Linked DNA regions of Arabidopsis thaliana: region 2 is linked to region 1. The links are chromatin contacts, called in public capture Hi-C maps. All regions are on one chromosome and are shown on one strand. The core of a region is the stretch at or near the end of the contact, and the rest is flanking DNA. Distances in the headings are between cores, read along the strand shown. Region 1 holds the start of PUM10 (pumilio 10). Region 2 holds the start of AT1G35890 (NAC (No Apical Meristem) domain transcriptional regulator superfamily protein).

Evidence for each region. Capture Hi-C pulls out chosen DNA fragments and counts their contacts.
Region 2: a capture Hi-C map of root shows a contact between it and region 1, with 4 times the contacts expected there. A contact is called at or near these places in 3 of 26 Hi-C or Micro-C datasets (root and vegetative nucleus) and 2 of 3 other capture datasets (root and shoot).

What each region holds. Positions count from the first base shown.
Region 1 is chr1:13,253,615-13,258,064 of TAIR10.1, forward strand. It overlaps PUM10 (pumilio 10), which reads right to left and starts at 1,956. Exons shown (of 5, transcript NM_103277.1): 1 at 1,052-1,956; 2 at 646-808; 3 at 305-468; 4 at 1-223. The coding sequence starts at 1,956.
Region 2 is chr1:13,338,825-13,343,274 of TAIR10.1, forward strand. AT1G35890 (NAC (No Apical Meristem) domain transcriptional regulator superfamily protein) reads left to right here and starts at 2,476. Exons shown (of 2, transcript NM_103287.1): 1 at 2,476-2,664; 2 at 2,803-3,129. The coding sequence starts at 2,476. The coding sequence ends at 3,129. It overlaps AT1G35880, which reads right to left and starts at 2,404. Exons shown (of 2, transcript NM_103286.2): 1 at 2,334-2,404; 2 at 980-1,624. The coding sequence starts at 2,404. The coding sequence ends at 1,027. It also overlaps the pseudogene AT1G35870.

The sequences.
Region 1 (4,450 bases), core at 706-3,205:
CACATAGTTTGCATAAGGATCCTGCAGAAGCTGTTCAAAGTTTGGATAAGAGAGGAGCTCGCGGACGATCTCAGCTCGACTCTCTGGATACTTTCTTAGACACTTCTCAATCACATGGCTACTGAACTTCTGAGTCGCTAGCTCGATGCAATGTGTTCTAAATGGAAGCAGCAAGTTCACTGAAGAAACTTGTTGGTCTATTAAGCACTGCACCACATAGTTCCTGCCCATTTCCACAAACCATAAAGAGAGTTTTTCAAACTATAAGAAACTCGTTTGAGTATAAAGCCGATATGAATTTTACCCGAAAGGATCTTGCGAAAGGCGAAGTGAGTCTCTTGATATCTCAGCGACGAGTCTCTCATGTTGCAGTCCAACAGTGTTTATAAGGCTGCATTGAAGAACATAGCATCCGTATTGATGAGTTGCTAATTGAGCACAATATTCTGTAGCTGCTTCAACCACAAACTGGCACCAGATTTCACAACATTCATCAGAACTTACGTAAGTAAGAAACAAAAGGAAGGAGATTAATATGTGTGACAGCTTAGTTAGTCGCAGCTACTAACACAAAAACTGACACGAAAGATCACATCATTCATCAAAGCTTAAGTTGGAAACAAAAGATGGTGATTGAAACTAAACCTTGTTGTCATTAGGTACAAGGAACTCCAAGCAACTCTGTAGCACATGGTACCCATTAGAATCGTTGACAAGAACAAGAAAACCCGGTTCGAGAGCTGACTTCACCAATGCAATCTGTTGTTTTGTTTTCACTGTTTTAATCATCTTCTGTATAACCCTTGTCCTGTTTTAATCAATAAACACATTAGCCACATATCAGAATGCAAAAACTCATTAAAATGTCTCAGTTTTGGTTTGTCCAAAAACAGCAAAAAGTAAATTTATTCTTTCTACCAAATGTTGCCTACTTTTAGTGATAGTGATGTGCAGACATTTCAAATATTTCCATAAACAGAAAAGACAAAATTTGAAATGTCTTTATCAATAAGAACTCGTGGGGATTTGTAATGGTTTTGTTTCAGCTTACCCATTAGTGTTGAGACAGATTTTGATAAGCTCCCTTGGTTTTGACGTTAACACACTCACAATCATTGTTCTCTGTTCCTCATCAGACACAACTAACAGCTTCTGGACGATGTAATTCCCTAAAGGATCCATGGAAAGTTCAACGACATGGTCAATGATCTCAAGGAATATAACCTTAGAATCAAGAACCGTTCCTTCTTCGACCAGTTTCTGCAAAGCTCTGCACCCAATCTGATCTCTGGCCATTAAGTTCACAGATCCGTAAATCTCAACCATGGAGACGAGATCCAGAGGCAAACCACCATTGATCTTAGGCTCATCTGGATAAGAAGCTCCAGAACCTTCCATGGCGGCTAGGATTTGAGAAACCCTAATTCCTTCAAACATCAACGAACCCTTGAAAGCATCGTTGCCTCTGAGAAACGGAGAACGCTTTATGGGTTCATTGATGTGGTCTAAGAGGAAGTCTTTGTGATCTTTAAAAGCCATCATCTCTTCAAATCCGTTGGGGTTAAAGGAATCTTGTAGGCCAAGCAATCCTGGAGAAGGAGAAACTCCATGAAAGTTGTTGTTTTGAACACGAACAGAGGAGAAGTTACGAAACCCATCATGAATCTGAGAAGCTCCAGTGAGATTCTGGTCAAACCCAAAAGACTCATGAAGAGTTTTAGCCCCAAAATCACCCGGGTCGACCCGGAATGGTTCTTCGGGTTTGGTCCAAATACTCATGTCACAAGAGATACCCATTTTGTTAAGCTTTTTACACAACTCCAGAGCTTCAACACTGTTGTTGTAATACTGATTCTTCAGAAATGGGTTTGTGTCGAGACTTTGTAAAAACCCACCTGAACCAAAATCAGGAAGACGACGATGATCGGAAGCTTGTCCGAAGTTAAAAATCTCCATGCAAACCTCGAAACCCCATTAATCTCTCTCCAAACATTAGGTCAAAAGCAGAGTAAAGTGTAGAAACCGATTTCACAAACGAAGAAGAAGAGAGAGTAAAGCCAAGGAAACAATACAGATATAACAGAGCCAAGAAAGGGGTGTGAGAGAGAGAATGTTGTTGTTCTGTGTGTGTACGTAAGGAGAGACCTTGTCTTTTTTGTTTTCAGTCACATTTCGCCATTAATGTGGCAAACACTGCTTTTTGTAGCCTGCACCCGAGGAATTATTAGGAAGTTACAGATTTGCCCCTTTTAGTTTTTGGTCATGTGTTTTCGTAGTATTAATTCGTTTGTTTTTATTTAATATTGTTTTGTGTATTTTTTAGTTACTTCTGCCATCTATCATATCAATCATTTATCATTTCAAATAATTATAAGTATTATTTAATCAATCACATCAACTATGAATCTAATAGAAAAATTGGAAAAAAGGATACAATAGGAAAATTAGAATAAACCGCTAAAGAACTAAACCATTTTATTTTCAGAGCAGACAAATAGTTCGTAGTTAATCCGCCGTATATATTTTTTTTTTCTATCAGCACTAATACAAATTATAGTTTATGAATTGTAAACAAAAAGCAGTCTAAACCGCAAACAGATTTTTCATCCTAAACCGACACTACCATTCAAACCGTAATTTATTATTCAAACATGTTTCTTTTTTAATAGATTACAAATTAGTATTTTACTTTTTTCTTATATTTTTCTTCAATTACTTCTTTCATTTATCATATCAATTATTTATTATTTTAAGAAAAGATTGAGTGTTAAAAATTAATGATGACTTTAGTGACTATTAAATCATTTATTTAAATTGAGTTAAGATTTTGTAAAACTTTTTCAAACTTTATAAATCATAATTCCACCATTAATATTGAAGCGGAAATATTAGGAAAATACAATTCGTTCTTTTTTATTTTTGGTCCGTGTTTCTTTTTATATTTAATTCGTTTGGTTTTTATATTAACTTTTGTTGCACCATAACCCTAAACCTGACAACTAAATAGTAATTGGATTTCCATAGTAAGATAACTGGAGGAATACCAAGTTATTTTTCAATTTATTTAGTACTGATAAAAAATTATTTGATTAAAAAGTTGGATGATCTTTTTCAATTAATATGTATTTTTAGGAAAATATTAGGTTTAAATTGAAAACAGAAAAATAATAATGAGTCTTATAAGAGAAATAAAATAAAGATAATGCTTAAATTTGATTGGAAGTAGAAAAGGTGATTAAACTTATAGTTTTTTTTTTTTTTTTTTCATCCAAAATTAATTAGAGTTCAAAAGAGCCAAATTAATGCTTAAATTCCTGAGGAATGTTGTTTACATAAGTGATATGATGCGGTTGGACACGAACTTTACGCGCCAAATTATCCGCTTTGACATTTGCACTACGAGAAATTAAAGATAAAAAAAAACTTGAAAATTCTTCCTTGTCACTCTGCAATTCCTCCAAATACACTGAGAAGGCCGGCCATTCGGTTTGGGAAGACACCATCTTCACCAGATCCGAACAGTCTGTGAGAAACACAACATCTTGATTGTCGGCGCCAATCATGCACTTCATCGCCCATAGAAGAGCTTCCACTTCGGCATGTAGTGGGGATAGACTTCGTCTAAGGTTTGCTGCTCCCATTGTTGACGTCTCTCCAAATTCCTAATAATAATGATTTTAAAAGACTTTTAATATTCATTTTTGTCACTTTTATTGCTAATAGTAAAATATAATTAATCTGAAATTTCTGAACTTGTTATTAGGCACAAACTTAGATATCGTCTCCAATGAATTTCTAAATGATTTTTAAAAAAAAATCTTGAAAAGTATTTTGTTAAGAGTAAATTTAAAAAAGAGCATCAAACGGGTGTGTCCTTCGGAATTACTAATTCGTTTGTTTTTGATGGTTATATGTGTAACGATGATAAACGCTCGCAAGTCACAAAACTTCCACGTAAAGAATGAAGGTTTCTTTAATAGATTCAACACTTTAGTATATATATTAAATGTTTTGTTATGTGTACTTCTTAATCGTTTTAACTTCTTAATCGTTTCTTTCATTCTTCATATCTATTATTTATTTACTAAAAAAAAGTATGAGTCTTTTTAATCAGTCACATCAATTATAAGGAATTTTTTTATTTTACATTCATTAGAAGTTTGTACTGGTGCTTTACTAAAGGAAACAATCTAAGCATAAACTGAAATATGTATTAGAATATTAGCATTACTAAAGTTCCGATAGTACTTTCTTTGCATGGCAAAGGATTACGAAACTAGATTTTGATTTCATCGTAAAATTAACAATAAGATTTACAATATATAATCTCTCTTTTTCCATTCTTTCATCTATCATGCTATCACATTAAATGTTTTTTGTTGGTGTTTAACACATCAATATTTTATATTTTGTACGGTTTTATTAGTTTTAGTCTATATTTTCTTATTTT
Region 2 (4,450 bases), core at 1,226-3,725, 86 kb after region 1:
TTCGTCAACCAAGACCACACCTTTCATGGCAGTTTATGGTAGAGATCTGCCACCTATGTTGAGATACGATGATGTACCTACTCCCAATGCTAACTTGGATGAGCTTCTTAAAGACAGGGATGGAATTCTGAATGAGTTAAAGGAGAATCTTAAGTCAGCCCAGAACAGAATGAGTAAGTCAGCAAACAAGCACAGAAGAGATGTGGTATTGGAGATAGACGACTAGGTTTATTTGAAGTTAAGGCCGTACAGGCAGAATTCATTGGTCCACAGGAAAAATGAGAAGCTTTCACCAAGATACTATGGTCCTTACCAAGTTGTCAGCAGGATTGGGAGAGTCGCTTACAAACTCAAGCTGCCGGAACACAGTCAGATACACCCAGTATTCCATGTTTCTCAGCTTAAGCTAGTTGTTCCCGCAACTTACACGCCTCAAGAGTTACCTCAGGTATTGACTCCGTCTCTAGAATGGGCAACAGAAACGGAAAAACTTCTAGATATCAGGAAGACAACGAATGGAGATGGAGCTGAGATACTAGTGCAGTGGAAAGGGCTCCCTGCAACAGAATCTACTTGGGAGCCATTGGTCAGTTTTGCGAAACAATTCCCAAAATTCAACCTTGAGGACAAGCTCGATCTTCTTCGGGGGAGCATTGATAGGCTCAGGGTGCCTCTAGCTTGTGTGAGAAGAAGACTAAGGACAAGCGGAAGAACGGAGAGGAAGTTAGAGAAGTTCTTCACAAAGGTGTTATACAAAAGTGGCTAAGTCTCAGTAAGTCTCTGAATGAGCTAAAGGCTTTGCTTCTATTCCAATAAGTCTCACATGATAAAGTGTTGCGTTTTGAACTTGTAACAGGTTTTACTTTAAAGGTTTTAGTGAGGGTTTGCTATTTAAGAAAGTTTCCCTTTAGAGTTACTTTACCAAAAACATTTACAATCAATATAAACTTCTTCTCTCATCTTACTCTCCGCCGTTTCCGGCGCATATCTATATTTTCCTCTCTTATTTCTTAAGTTTCAGTTCGGTTAAGCTCCCAAGCTTAACACAATGTTCGCTGGTAAACCGTAAGAATCCCAATCATGTGAGTGTTCTTCGTTGGCGATAGCCACTGGTATTGCCAGAGCAAACAATCCCCTCCAAAATCCGCCATCTCCTCCTCCACCAAATTTCCCTCCTCCTCCACCCAAATTCCCTCCTCCTCCGCCACCATTTAGAATCGAGGCAAGAGAAAAGAGTCGTAGAAGAAACACATATGCGGAGGAAGAAACAGTAGTGACGACGAGAGATATCGCAAGTGGCTTACGGAGATTAACATTGGACGAATCTTTCGGCTTAGCGGAGGACGCAGAGACGATAAAAGATTTCGCAAATGAGTTAAGGAGAAATTTTTTGGATGAAGGCTCAATCTTCTTCCGATAATGTAAGTTTGCTGAGCAAGTTAAGGATTTGAAGCGAGGGGAAGAAGATGCGATGAAATGAAGTTTGGGAGAAGAAGATAGAGGGTTATATTGACGGTGAGAAGAGAGATAAGAAGAAGCGGTAGTGTAAGCTATAGGCCCGCGATAAGCTGGCCGTTGAGGGCGATTGTGGGCATGACGGAGAGGAGAAAGAAAAAGGTTTTGACTTGCAGACAAAGCTAGAAACTTTTTGTTTTCGGTAGACTTGTCTTTAATTGTATAGTAGTATTAAATGGTTTATACCACTTTTGCGATACATACATATATGTGTTCGGCCATATTTTTTGAAAATGGGCCTGAGTTGATCTCTTAACATCATATTTGATCTACTTATAGTGAAACAATTCTTTATGTTTTTTTGCCAAACTAACAAATACTAATATTTAATCAGGTTCTGTTTGTGGCATAGGTTGATCATATAATGTTTTTTTATTTTATAAAATTATGTTTAATATAAGTAATGTATGGAAGGGATAATAGTTTTGTTTTTTTTTCTTTAACGGTATTGTAGTTTAGTTAGATTTAGTGGATCATATAATGCTTTTGTTATTTTATAAAATTATATTTGAAATAAGTAATGTATGGAAGGCATAATAGTTTAACTTTTTTTTGTCTTCAACGGCATGATAGTTTAGTTAGATTTATAATTTTCTTGAACTGATTTGGATATAGTTTAAAGGTATTTTTTATTTTATTTTGGGATCATTTATTTTCTAATTGCTAAAATATTAAAAACGAATTTCTTAGTAGGATTAGGTTTTAAGAAATAATATTTTCATGGGATATACACAAAATGTTTTGCAAAAAAAAAAAAAAAGAGAATCCCAACCACTATATATACACAATCAATAAGCTCTCAGCTGCTCACCATAAACCTAATCCTTGAAAACCAAAAATGTGTCGATAGAGTACTTCGAAGAAGACGAAGGGATTCACTTTGATCCATCGTACCCATAAGTCATCAACGAGTATCTTAAAAAGAAGCTAAGAGGTGAAGAATGTGGAGGCTTTGTAGTGATGAAGGACGTTTATGCCAAGGAGCCATGGTTGCTGGACCATTCCAACGATCCTTTTTTCAAGGAAGACGAGTGGTACTACTTCTCGGCAAGGACTCAGATCTCCGAGAAAAAGATTGGACATGGTAACTACTCGAAGCGGAAGATCACCAGAGACGACAACGATGGCATCGACCGAGGGAAGTGGAGGGTGAATAGGAAAGAACATATCATCGACAAGGGGGCTATCATTGGATCAAGAAAAACCTAACTTATAAGAGCAGCAAAAGAAACAAGAAGCAGAAGAGAGAAGGCGATTGCGGCTGGATTATGGATGAGTTTGTGGTAGTGGACCCGGAGGAAGAAGATAAGTTTGAGGATAGTCGTCTGGAAGATTCAGAAGTATAAGAAGTCCAAGAAGGACAAGAAGGATCATCAGCATGAAGCATCTTCTTCCTCTAAGCCGCAGCCGATCAAGAAAAAGAAGTCCAAGAAGGATCATCATGACGAAGCTTCTACTTCTTACTTGGAGCAGCAGCCTATCAATATTGAGTGTGAGTCTCTTCTAGCTGCTTATTTGGAACAGGAGCAGCCACTGCTATGGGATGTTCCGAACAAATCATCATCTTCTTGCTCTGTTGCGGAAACAGAAAGCAGAATGGAGAAGGAGACATGATTCACCAAACAGACGCACTCGCAACAAAGAAGAATGAACAGGCTGATGCCATGGATCAACCAATATCCGTTGCTCCGGTAGAATACCCTTTGATGGAAGAATTATTAGCTGAGTACAGTGAGTGATACGAGTCAGTTCCAGAACTTACTTGATCAATATGAACCTCTCTACAACTCTACCTTCATAAACCGTTCAACGTGTTCTTATTTGAATAGCTCTTGGATAATTTTGTGTTCTCATTATTGAACATTACATTTTTTCAGCAAATAAAAATGTACATTCTTTCTAGAATTAATTACTCAGATAGCATAGAAAATATGTTTATTCCTAGAATATCATACATATTTTTTTTAATAGTTCATATGTTTTGAGTACTTGTATAAATACAGTTAACACCCTTGATTATTATTTTTTTAATTAAAATTTTTTAATTCGTTTTCACTTAAAAATAATAAATAAAAATTTGATTATCTATATCATTAACCCAAATCCAAAAAAGCTTTTAGATCTAATAATCTCCAACATGGACGTAGATCTTCAGATCTATGGAATTTTACATGATTCGTTACAGGTTTGAGTTAAATCAAGAATAGCTACTCTTTTACTTTGATTTTACATGTCTCTCGTTTAGTCTTCCTCTCAATGGATCTATTTGGAAACATTTCTACTTCTATCTATGTTTTGATTCATACGGTTTAGTCTTCCTCTCAATGGATCTATTTGGAGACATTTCTACTTCTATCTACTCCTATGTATCCCTCAAACATATTCTTATTTTTCTTAATTTGATTGTTGATATTTGACCAATAAATTTCATATTGTCTTCCCCAAAAATGTATTATAAATCAGCCGTAAAGTAGGCATGACCAAGGTTACGGTTATTACGGTTACGGTTTATTAACCACCGGTTATGGTTATAATTTTTTTTTAACCTTAACCTTAACCGTTATATATACGGTTAAAACGGTTACGGTTAAAACGGTTACGGTTAAATACGGTTATGGTTAAATACGGTTACGGTTATTTGATAATTATGATACATATAACATATGAGACAAAATATTATATTTTTTAATCTTTATAATTAAGTAAATAAATAAATAGTGATATATCAAATAATATTTATTTTACGTGATTATGTGTTTCAAATATTTATAGTGAATCAGCTATCTATTTTTCTTAAATAAACCAATGAATAAACAAATTAATGGTCATAATTATAATGATTGAATTAATTACATTTTCCAAACAAAAACAATATTTAAGAGAAGATGTTGTGATTATAAATAATAATAGAGTATAAATAATAATAATATGAACT